2 separate regions of the Mus musculus genome follow, and region 1 is linked to region 2. The links are chromatin contacts, called in public targeted proximity ligation maps. All regions are on one chromosome and are shown on one strand. The core of a region is the stretch at or near the end of the contact, and the rest is flanking DNA. Distances in the headings are between cores, read along the strand shown.

What was found.
Region 1: a contact with region 2 is called in a targeted proximity ligation map of the G1E-ER4 cell line, with 9 read pairs. A contact is called at or near these places in 7 of 39 promoter capture datasets (the C10 cell line, the HPC-7 cell line, cranial neural crest and 4 more), 1 of 484 Hi-C or Micro-C datasets (bone marrow-derived macrophages) and 12 of 130 datasets of targeted methods (the G1E-ER4 cell line, bone marrow-derived dendritic cells, bone marrow-derived macrophages and 5 more).

What each region holds. Positions count from the first base shown.
Region 1 is chr19:37,234,787-37,240,522 of GRCm38.p6, reverse strand. No RefSeq gene overlaps it. Among named protein-coding and RNA genes, the nearest start is that of Gm25268, 4.2 kb to the right of the region's middle.
Region 2 is chr19:37,007,462-37,013,567 of GRCm38.p6, reverse strand. It overlaps Btaf1 (B-TFIID TATA-box binding protein associated factor 1), which reads right to left. Exons shown (of 38, transcript NM_001080706.1): 36 at 3,829-3,988; 37 at 3,386-3,556; 38 at 1-2,307. The coding sequence ends at 2,164. Among named protein-coding and RNA genes, the nearest start is that of Btaf1, 84 kb to the right of the region's middle.

The sequences.
Region 1 (5,736 bases), core at 1,328-3,827, 230 kb before region 2:
GGGAATTGAACTCTCAGGACCTCTGGAAGAGCAGTCGGTGCTCTTAACCTCTGAGCCATCTCTCCAGCCCCAGAATTACGTTATATTGTTATTGCTTTGAGATAAATTTCACTATGTATATATATAGCCCATGCTGGCCTTGAACTTGACATCCTCTTGCCTCTGCTGACCTAGTGCTTGGATTATGGGTGTATACCTCCCACTCACCTAGGATAATTTTTTTTCTTCTCCCCAGTGTGACCTCTTGCCTGAATCTGAGGGTGGTAAGGGGTGACTTTCCTAAGAACCAGGGGGCATTTTAGAAGGTCATGGAATGAATTCTAACAGGGCCAAATGCAAAATCAATGACAGAAGATCAGCAGATGACCATTGCTTGGAGCTACAAACAGAAACCTGCCACCACAGAGTGGCTGCTGTGAGCCATGGGCCGGTGGTGAGCTACCCTCTGAACTTTTTGGTTTTCAAGGTAATTAATGAATTCCATTATTATTATTATAACCATTATTTTTTTTTGAAACAGGGTTTCTCTGTGTAAGCCTGGCTGTCCTGGACTCATTCTGTAGACCAGACTAGCTTCCAACTCAGAGATCTTCCTGCCTTGGCCTCCCAAGTGCTGGGATTAAAGGCATGTGTCACCACTACCCAGCCTTTGTTTTGTTTTGTATATAATTAATGAAATATTGTGTGCATGGTGGTGTGTATGTGTGTGTGTGGTATGTATGCCTGCATGTGTGTTTGTCTATGTGCACATGTATACAGGTGTGTGTACCATGTACCGGGAGGCCAGAGATTGATGTCTTGTGCTTTCCATTGCTCTCCACTTTCTTTTCTGAGATGGCATCTCTCAGTGAAACAGAAGCTCACAGATTTGGTTAGATTGTCTGGCCCGTGATTTCTAGGGATTCTCTGCCTCCACCTCTGCAGCACAGGAATTACAAAGGTATACACCACACCTTGATGTTCACATGGGTTCTGGGATTCAAACTCAGGTCCTTGAGCTTGCCCAGGAAGCACTTTATCAACTCAGCTGAGCTGGGCTCTTGAATGTTAAGAAATTCAGTGACCCACTGAGGCAGACTGTCCCGGGGACAGACATTGCAATGAGTTCTTTTGTCACGCCTCTCTGTTGCTTATGTTTTTCAGTAGGAAAGTGAACTGTTGCCCCAACTAACAACGATGGTTCAGGACCAAGGATAGCAACCCACCAGCCTCAGCACTCAACAGGGCTGGGTAGAGGTAGGGGACTTCTAGGAGGAGCAGGGAATTTCCACAGAAGGCCTTAAGAGTTCCATTCTTGGCCACTCCTGAGTTTGTGTCCCCTTTTCCATTTCAGAGCCATTACACTGTCAAAGCCAGGTTCTTCGTTCCTGGCACCTGGACTCCAGACACAACTTTCATGTTCATCATCCCCTCAATATAGCAAGAAATCTATTTAGCTTGTCCCTGCGAGAGAGGCACACTGAGAAAAAAGACAAAAAGCAGCTGCTGGCTTAACATACCACCATTGTCCAAAACGTTACATAAGAGCGAAAGAAAAAAGGGGTTTTTAACCTTCAGCAGTTAAAAAGAATCAAGGGTTTTTACAGCAAAGCTTCTCTCAGGGCTTCCAGATGTCGTCAAACCCTGAAAAAATTCCAGCTGACTGGGGGTGGGGCCTTCCTAGTGCCTACAAGAATTGGCTGTTCCACAGTGTAAGGGTGAATAAAAGAGGAAGACCAACAAAGACTGGCCTGTGCCCGGCAGCACTTGTTAGCATTTTGTCTAAGCGCCACCCCCACAGTTACCTGGCAATAGCCAGGTCTGCTCCGCCCCATAGTTACCTGGCAACAGCCAGATGTGCTTGACTCACTATAAAAGGGGCTGCTTGTCGTCCCCCCCCCAATTGCTCTTGCCTTTCTGCTCCCTCTCTCTCTCCATTCCCTTCCCCCCTCTCTTTCCATGTGCTCATGGCTGACCTCTACTCTCCTCCTCTCTCTCTCTCTCTCCTCTCTCTCTCTCTCTCTCTCTCTCTCTCTCTCTCTCTCTCTCTCTCTCTCTCCCTTTCTCCACCCATACTACCCTCTTAACTCCCCTCCCCATGCCCTGAATAAACTATTCTATACTACATCGTTCTGTGACTGGTCCCTTAGGGGGAAGGGATGCCTCAGCATGGGCCCGTGGAGACACTCCCTTCCCCCACACCTGACTACACCCCCACCAAACATATCCCCTCTTCTCTTTATCTTTTTATAAACACACCAGTACTCAGGGCTGCTGTTTTGGGATTATCAGCTCCTCCCCATGGGGAAAATGGCGGGGGCTGGGGGGGGGGCGGTGCTCGTGTGTTTTGAACTGATAACGTGCACAGTTCTCAACTCGGTAAGCCCAGGGTGGCGCTCAAGGTTCGGCAACTCTTACATGTCCAGGGCTGCCGGGCTGTTTTCTTCCTCAGGCACTTGGCAATTACTTTGTTCCTCCTCGAACTGGAATTTGTACAGCATATTGAAAACTCTGACAAGGCAGACGCTGGCTAGATGTGCCTGCTCTTAGACTGGTTTCTTGTCTCCACCTCCTGATCCCGCTAGCTCTGGTCCAAAACTCTCCAGCCAACACAGGAGGAGGAGCCACGCCAGCTCTCAGCATCCCTCCCTGCCTTAGACATCACCTAAATCAGCCTGTCTTGGTTTCTGATGATGTAAGGCAGAAAGTCTAAATGACATGGTCTCCTTGCCTCAGTTTCCCAAATGTCTTTAGGTTGCTACTAGTGTGATAAAACGTGACAAAACAAAACAAAACAAAGAAACCAAAAACCAACCAAACAAACAAAAAACAAAGTTGTGGCAGCAAGGTTTATTTTGTATTATGTATCATTCAGGAAGGTTGAAAGAGGAACTTCAGCAGGGCAGGACCCTGGAGTCAGCGCCTGCGCCTGATGCAGGAGTGCTTACTTACAGGTTTGTTTCAAATGGCTTGTTCAACCAGCTTTCTCAAAAGCAGCCGGATCCACCAACCCAGGAGTGGCACCACCCTCCCGCATCAGTTATCAATTAGGAAAATACCCCATACACTTACCTACAGCCCAACCTGGTGGGAACGTTATGTTAACTGAGGCTCTCCCTTCCCAAATAGCTCTAACTGCTGTTGTCATAAAAACTAGTCAGCATACCAGACCATGAAAGCTATCTCTAGATTCAATCCCCAGGACCTCAGAGAGGGGAAAACCTTTCAGCTAAGAGATTGATTTTAAAACCTTTTTATTTATTCTTTGATAATTTCATATACAATGTATTTTTATCATATCCACCCCACTTCCCCTAACATATCCTAGACAAACCAACACATCTTCTTCCTTACTTCTCCTTTTCCTTCTCCTCCTCCTCTCCTCACTCCTATTTTTTATCTTTGTCTTTTATAATTCAGTGAGTCCAATTAGTGCTGGCAGAATGCACATGTGGAGCCATCCACATGAGCAGAGGCAACCTAGGTCACATCTGTTGATTTTAACAAAATCTCAATTGTTTGATTTTTTTTCCAATGAAGACTCGAGAGCCAGATGCTGGGGTGAAAGCCTGCTAGCTCAGAGAGGCAGAGAAAGCACCCAGCTGACCTTCTTCCTCAGCTGATGTCCCCCCCAGGAACACCCCCTCTCTCAAACAACCTCCTTCAAACTGAAGGTCCCTCTCTTCTACTTCCCATGCGTCTCTCCGTCCATCCTCCTCACTCTCTCTTACTCTCTGTGTTTTTTTTCTTAGTAATCTTATGTTCACTTCCCTTCAATTTGTGGCTTGCTCCATCTCTTGACCTATGGTTGACTTTATGTTTACAATAAATATTCAAGCAGGAAGTTTTTGGATTAAAGGTGTGTGCTAAGGCTGAGCCACACCATAACTGAAAAAAGTTTTTTTTTTTTCCAGTAAATAACACAATCTCGGGGCTCACGGTGTGATCAAATATCCTGCAACACACATCCTCACAGAAAAAACTCTGTTTCCCAAAAGCTGTCAACTGCTAATATTTCTTCAGCTAGGGGTATGGCCTCATGAGGAACTCTTGATGCTGTGCAGATAACTATAGGTGCTTTGAGTTCGTGAGTGTGATAGCCATATTATATCTAAAAGACAGTAACTCGCAGCACTCTTACCGATCCTCTCGCTCTCTCATTCTTTTTCTCTCCTCTTCCAGAACGTTCTCTGAACCCTATAGTGAGGTTGTATATGGATATACTATTTAGGACTAAGCACGCACAATCACTTTATCACCACGTAGACCACTTATGAGTCTGTATTAACGGCTACTCATGGTAAAATCAAACTTTTCTGGCTAAAGATTGAGAGTAGCACTAATCTGTGGATACAGATGTAAATATTTAGAAGCAATCTCACAACATGACTGCTGTACTACATCCTGCTTCTCCATTGTGGGTGCGTTGGCACCGCTGGCAAGATGCCAGGAAGGGGGCAGGGCAAAGTCCTAAACAGGGAGTCCACAGTGGTTTCCACCATCAGCATTACAGCAAGGAGAGGGAGGCAGGAATCCGGGGTCTGCAGTCTATCTTTCTCCCCTTGGGGCATCTGCCCGTTAGGCAGAGAAGGGAGGTAGAACCCAGGACAGGGCCGAGCAGAATGTGGTTCCATTAGGAGCTAGGGTTGAGTGTACCAGCGGGGCTGGAGGGAAGAAAGACTTCTCGGGAGTCATAGGCACGGCTCTTTAGTTGAAGGCCTTCCCCACAGTGATCCTTAAAGAGGACCAGCTCTCTGAGATGGTCCTTGCTTTTTTATACTGGTTTATTTGATGGTGAATATAAATACATACACTTTATATTCGGGGTGAACCAGGGATTACATATCTTTTGTGGGGAAGGAATACCCAGGAAAGGAAATTCATTGCTGAGGGTACCTCGTTAGCGTGGAGAACTCCAGCTGTTACTTTATGTGACTGACTGCCAGTGGTCCTCTCAGTGGGGTGTCATGGTTACATGTCCCAGAGCAGTTACACAGACAGGTAGCTCCACTCCCGCCAATCTCAGATCTCAGAGACTGCTGGGGTCTGAGCTCACTCAGCCTTGCCAGTTCTTATGTCTGTCTGGTTGCACAGTCCCACATGCCCTACACATGTGGATACACTTAGCAAAACAACAGTAGTAGGTTTATCCCATAGGGTCTATGACCTTCCTAGACTAGATTTTGGCTGTGTTTACAGTACAGGGCATGAATTCTCTCTGGTGGAACAGGCTTCAAAGCTGGTCAGAAGGTGGTTGGTGACTTAAATTGTGCCCCTTCTGAGGCAACAGACCCCATTTTGCCTGCTAAGTCAGCATTGCAGCGTGCAGGGTCCTGCATACAGTAAGACCTTTATTGTCATGTCTCCCCAGAGGTTTGCATGGTACGCTCCAGCACTATGAAAGCTATCCAGGAGGGAAGACGTTTCTCAGTCAGTTCCATACTGATTTCTCCATGTCTCATAGAGAAAGTATGTAGTGTATTCAGCAATAGGCTCTTAACATATAGTTATAGTGAACAACCAAGAGAAATGGCAGTAGCCTGTGTTGTTTTGGAGACCTTTGGGGTAACTCCTAGGGAGGTATTCTATGAGAATTAATTTCCTTCTCCTTCCTTCCTTCCTTCCTTCCCTCCCTCCCTCCCTCCTTCCTCCCTCCCTCCCTTCCCTCCCTCCCTCCCTCCCTCCCTCCCTCCCTCCTTCCTTCCTTCCTTCCTTCCTTCTTTCCTTCCTTCCTTCCCAAATTTACTTCTGGGTCTA
Region 2 (6,106 bases), core at 3,053-5,552:
ACCCAGAGCCTCGAATCTTAGGTTTTCCTACAAGAAATAATTAATGTATGATCAACCCTAACTGTAATTAACTATTATTACCACATAGCTGGTAATGGGGTTAGATGCATGCTCTACCTTAGTAGTGTTCCCCACTGCCTGATGGGCAGGCACCATGTTCTGGGTCACGTGCCTTCCTTTGTTGGAAGGCTAGAATGTGTGGCTTTACATATTACAACAAAAGGTCTTAAAAATGTCACTTTTCCTCGCAAAAAGGACAAGATACTTTCTCTTTGAGAACTAGTTTGCCAGTACGCGCATGCACTTTCTAATTAAACATGTAGACTTTACCTGCCTTCTAGTTCTGACTTTTCTTTTTTTGTTGTGTTTTTTCGAGACAGGGTTTCTCTGTGTAGCCCTGGCTGTCCTGGAACTCACTTTGTAGACCGGGCTGGCCTCGAACTCAGAAATCCGCCTGCCTCTGCCTCCTGAGTGCTGGAATTAAAAGGCGCGCGCCACCACGCCCACCTTAGTTCTGACTTTTCAAGTGAGGATAAAAACAGAACACTAATCTATGGTGTGACTTCTTCTGACCCTTACTATTTCTTCAGTGAGAAAACCGCTCCCTGCTTTTAGAAGATATGGAAATAGCAAATAAATAGTTTATGAAAGCAGACAAGTACACTGCATCTTCTACATGAAATCTGGAGTTTTCCTTTTGGTCCTCTATATTTGAATATAAACTTTACATACAAAAGGTGTGGCTTCCCACAACCTGTGCATCTGAGCTGCTTGTCAGTCTTTACTGTAAACAACACACAATTGCACAGACTTTACAATTTGATGTTTATTCTCTTGTGGAATGCTAGGTTCAGGATTACAGGATGGTTGTCAAGGCTACTCAAGTGTGACAAACGTCGTATCTAAGTGCTGTGGAGTTTTTAATTATTTTAAACAAAACCCTTGTTATTGTACAATTGAGGTCTGATGGTTTTAAGTTGATGTCTGGGTGTAGGACCAGACACAAACCTTAGGGATGCTTATTGCCTGTACATGAATATATACAAATATATTCCACATATGTGTATACATGGCATGTATTAATTTATGTGGGAAAGTTATAAAATTATATATACATACACATACATGCATATCTATATACAGCTGCCCACCCTCACCATTGAGCTGTTTGAACACTAGCTCATTAGCTCTCTGCTCAGTTATTATTGCTGTCTGGTAGAACTACATGATTTTAGTGCCAAAGCCAGACACATTTTCCAGTGTAGGGTGGGCACTGTCATATAGATACAAGTATCCTTGTGTGCTGTGTATAAAGAGCGCTCCTCCCGCTTCAGGCCCTGCTACAGTAAACAGTCTTTACCACAGGGTTCAGGGTTTAAGCAGTGTAAAATCTATGTCTGGAAAACTGTGTTCATAGTTACAAAATATATATATATGATTGAAACTTACTGAGTACATATATGTTCTTTGAATCTGGCTATATCCTAGCCATTAGATAAATTAAACAGAAACCCATCCTCTAATAGGATGTTATTGTAGCCTTAAATACCAGTACCTGCATTTATTATTTAGTATACTTTAAAAGTGAACAAAATGATGTTAAAGGATTTGAAAACACCATATGCATCTGCATTAAATATACAAAGGTTGCCACAGGGCCTGGTTCAATTCATTGCTTAACATTTTCAGGTCCTAGGGTTAATATTAAAGTCACTCTGAAATTCTGAAAAGTATGGCTCATTAAGGCTTTTATACAAAAGAAGCCCTATTTGTAATCAATTATAAAAACAAGTACTATTTTAAAGAACACAAACGCATACAAACAGCACAGCACTGGTGGATCTCACGGTGGAGAAAGTGACTGTAGAGGAGGCTGTCCCTGCAGAAGCACCTCCTGGTAGCACATGGAAACCTGGCTGCTTCCTGTCTGCAGCTATTCAGCATGTAAAATTTAAACCTTTTCACATTAACATCGTATTTAATACAGTGCAAATACTTGAGAATAACTTGTTCCCCAATGAAGCAAGAGCCAGCACTAAGCTGAGTAGTTTCAGATCTATTTATACATTCAGTTAAAGTTCGCATAGACTTAGTCTGCTGAATATCAGCAGAAGGTAACTGAGCTAGCAGCAGTTGCACCGGGCACGGCACGGCACGCAGCAGTCACTCGAGAGAGCGCATGAAGGTCTCCAGGTTGTACTCCGAATCATACTGCTCGGCGTCCCAGAGGTCACTCAGGTTCTCAAGAACTGATTTCATGCTTGCTTTCCCAGAAGTGGAGCTGTCAGCCTTTTCTGCTTTTCCATCCTAATACAACATTGGAAGATAAAGTGAGTTTTGACATGGTCTCATTATATAGCCCTGGCTGTCTTTGAACTCAGATATCCACCTGCCTCTGCCTCCCTACTGCTGGAATTAGAGATGTGTGGTACCACACTCAGTTTAATTCAGAAATATCAAAAGTCAAAGGCTGGATATAGCTCAGTGGTTGAATCCCTAGAGACAGGAAACAGGAAGGAGAGGGAGAAGTTCAGGGGCAGAGTGAGTGCCACTGCACACTGAGTTCTGTGTTGGACCTCAGTACAGCACAAACCCAGGCACACAGGGGAGGAAGGCTGTATAAGGAGTTCAAGGTCATTTTCAGCTATACTGCAAGTTCAAGGATAGTCTGAGATATGTGAGAGTTTTCTCAGTTAACTAATAAATAAGATGAGAACGGGCACAAGAGGGAGGGATGAAGTAAGACAGGGTCTTACAATTTGGCCCAGGCTGGCCCTTTCTGCCTCAGCTTCCAGAGTGCTGGGATCACAGGCCTTAGTCACCATGCTCTGATGTGGTGCAGCATTTCTGATGGTAGGTTATCTAATAGATTAGTAGTTTGGCCCCCCACAATAATAACTCTGAGCCAGGGCCTCAGGAGCCAGATGGTGGATGACAGGCACCAACCCCTAGATATACATTCTGACACACACACACCCCAAACACAATAAAATAAGTGTAGTTTTAAAAAATATGAAGTGTTGGAGGCTGGAGAGATGGCTAAGCAGTTGTAGAGGGCTCAAGCTCCCAAAATGAGCAGCTCTCAACCATCCTATTACTTCAGCTCCACAGGATCTCATGCCAGCCTCAGCCTTCACGGGCCCTGCACTCTATGTGCATGGGTGTTCTGCCTGAACGTCTGCATGAGAGCAGCGGATCCCGTGCAACAGGAGTTACGGTGTGAGCTGCCATATGGGTGCTGGGAACTGAAGAGCAGCCAGGGTTCTCAGCCTGTATTTACTCCCAGAAGACTGCTACAGCAGCCTGGACACACCCCCTTCAGAGTGCCCACTCTCAAGTCACCACAGACAACCCCAGGACTGATTAAAGATAAGTAAGTCTTTACCTTATCTAGAGTGAACAGGTCAAGAAGTTGATCAGTGCCCATACTCTGTAAGCTAGAGTTTTCTTGGCTAATAACAGTATTTGCGATGTTCATCTTGAATTTCTGCAAGCCCATTATCTTTTCTTCTAGTGTTCCTCTGGTTATCAACCGGTAGACATTAACCACACGTTTCTAAATAAGAAAAACAATTGAACCATAATGCAAACTGATAAACTCAGGTTGTCAAGCCTGACTGGAGTTTTGTCTGTTAGCACAACCCTAAAACTGTTTCCAGGAATTATAGAGCATCCTAATACAACATAGAGACAGTGACCCAGGCTTTTGTAGCTGTGCTAGAAAGTGGTGGAGGAAGCCATCTCGCTGAGGTGAAAGAGCACTGGCACCCAGTCTGCCTGCTCTTCTGGAGTTTCTGTCTAGCATTAGTGCAGTGTTAGATGACGCACCTGCCCAATACGATGGGCCCGGTCCATGGCCTGCAGATCTCGCATAGGGTTCCAGTCATGCTCCACAAACACCACAGTGTCAGCTCCAGTCAAGTTCAGGCCCAGGCCACCAACGTGAGTTGTGAGTAGAAGAACATCGATGGAGGGGTCGTTGTTAAACCTACACACACATAACAAAACCAGAGTTAGCATCCTCTATTAAAATGAAACATACTTCTTTAAAACCCTGTCTTAGGGTTTCTACTGCTGGGATAAAATACTGTGATCAGAAGCACCTTGAGTAGGCAAGGGTTTTACTCCAGCTTAGCACTCTGAGTTACAAGAGTTACAACAGCTCTATCACAGTCCACCATCCAGGCACCTCAGGGCAGGAGCTGAGCTGAAGCCATGAAGGGTGCTGCTTTCTTACTGCTGGGCTTGCTCCTCCTGGCTTACTCAGCCTGTTCTCTTGTAGCAGCCGAGGGCTAGGCCCAACAGCCAAGGAGTGTAACTGCCCACAGTGAGCTGGACACTCCCACATCAACTAAGAAAATGAAACACGGCTTGCCCAGAGGCCAATCTGGAGGGGGAATTTTCTCAATTGAAGTTTCTTTTTCTATCTAAGCAACTCTAGCTTGTGTCAAGCTGATATAAAACTTGCCAGCACAGCCATGGTATGGATGTTTGTTGTTATCCACTGAGATGAGAATGTCCTTTGAATACAAATATACCGTGATGGTTAAACTGTCAACTTGATAAGACTTGGAATAACCAGAAAATGAATCCGCTTTGTCTGTGAAGAGATTTCTAGATTACAGAGTGGGAATACCTATCCTAAATATCATCCCAGAGGGAGATTTCCTGGACTAAATGAAAAGGGGGAAAAATAAAAATTAAAAAAAAAACCCAGCACATGCTTCTGCCCCTGCCCCTGTCACTGTCTGTTCCTGACAGCAGACGCAGTGTGACTAGCTGCCTGCTGCCCTGACTTCTCCAACACAAACTGTGCCCTTGAACTGTTACTGTGTATTTTATATAAAACACAGTTTATATATACATATGCATGCATGCAGATCTGTATCAGAAAGGATTCATTCTACAGAGTATCAGAAATCTCATAAACAGAAATAAGGCCAAACAAGTTACATTTTATATCAGGCACAGATTAAGTCATAAAGGTATAGATGTTATAAATAAGAACCCAACTGTGAACTTTTAAAGTGTGGACAGGTGAGTAGGGGGTAGGTTCCATCTTCCAGGGGAGGCAGAGGCAAACGATCAGGACAGCTGTATTTACTAGTCTTAGACGATACTCATAGGGGCTGGAGACATGGCTCAGCGGTTAAGAGCACTGACTGCTCTTCCAGAGGTGCTGAGTTCAATTCCCAGCAACCATATGGTGTGGCTCACAACCATCTGTAATGGGACCCCATGCCCTCTTCTGGTGCGTCTGAAGACATCCACAGTGTACCCACATACACCACAGGCGATCCAGAAGAAAAACACACACCACTGAACAAGAAATAAGAGAAAAATTTAAATGTCTGAAGTCCGATGAAAATGAGAACTCATCAAAACCTCTGCAATCCACTGGAAGCAGCTGTAAGGAGGAGGTTTAAAGCCCCAAGTACAGACCTTAAAAACCCAGAGCCTGTGTAATAAGCAACTGCATGGTGGAAGGACAGAGCCGACTCCAGAGCTCTTCTCTCACCTAAAGACAGACAGACAGACAGAGACACAGACACACACGCAAGTTGTGCCCTTAAACCCTAAGTCCACAGGAAAAAAAAACACCAAAGGTAAGAAATTAAATTTTCGGGTATGGTGGCGCATGCCTTTGATCCCAGCACTCGGGAGGCAGAGGCAGGCGGATTTCTGAGTTCGAGGCCATCCTGGTCTACTAAGTGAGCTCCAGGACAGCCAGAGCTATACAGGGAAACCCTGTCTGGAAAAACCAAAAAAAAAAAAGAAATTAAAATTTCAAAAATCTAAAAGAAAAAGAAAGAACAAAATAGTAAAAAAAAAAAAAGGTTCTCTGAAAAGATACATAAGAGCATCAAACAGCCAGACTCCAACAGAAAACTAAAGAACCTTCAACAAAACGAGAGCCACAAATTCAGATTAGGATATACCTTAACAACTACTGTAACGAATAAATTAAAAGGAATGGATATATTTCTAGACAATCTACTGAAATATTTCACAATTAAAAGAGCCCAGGTCCAGCCGGATTCGCTGAATTCTCTGCGTCACTCAGGGAGGAGCAACAGCAGCGTGCATCAAGCCAATTCACAGCAAA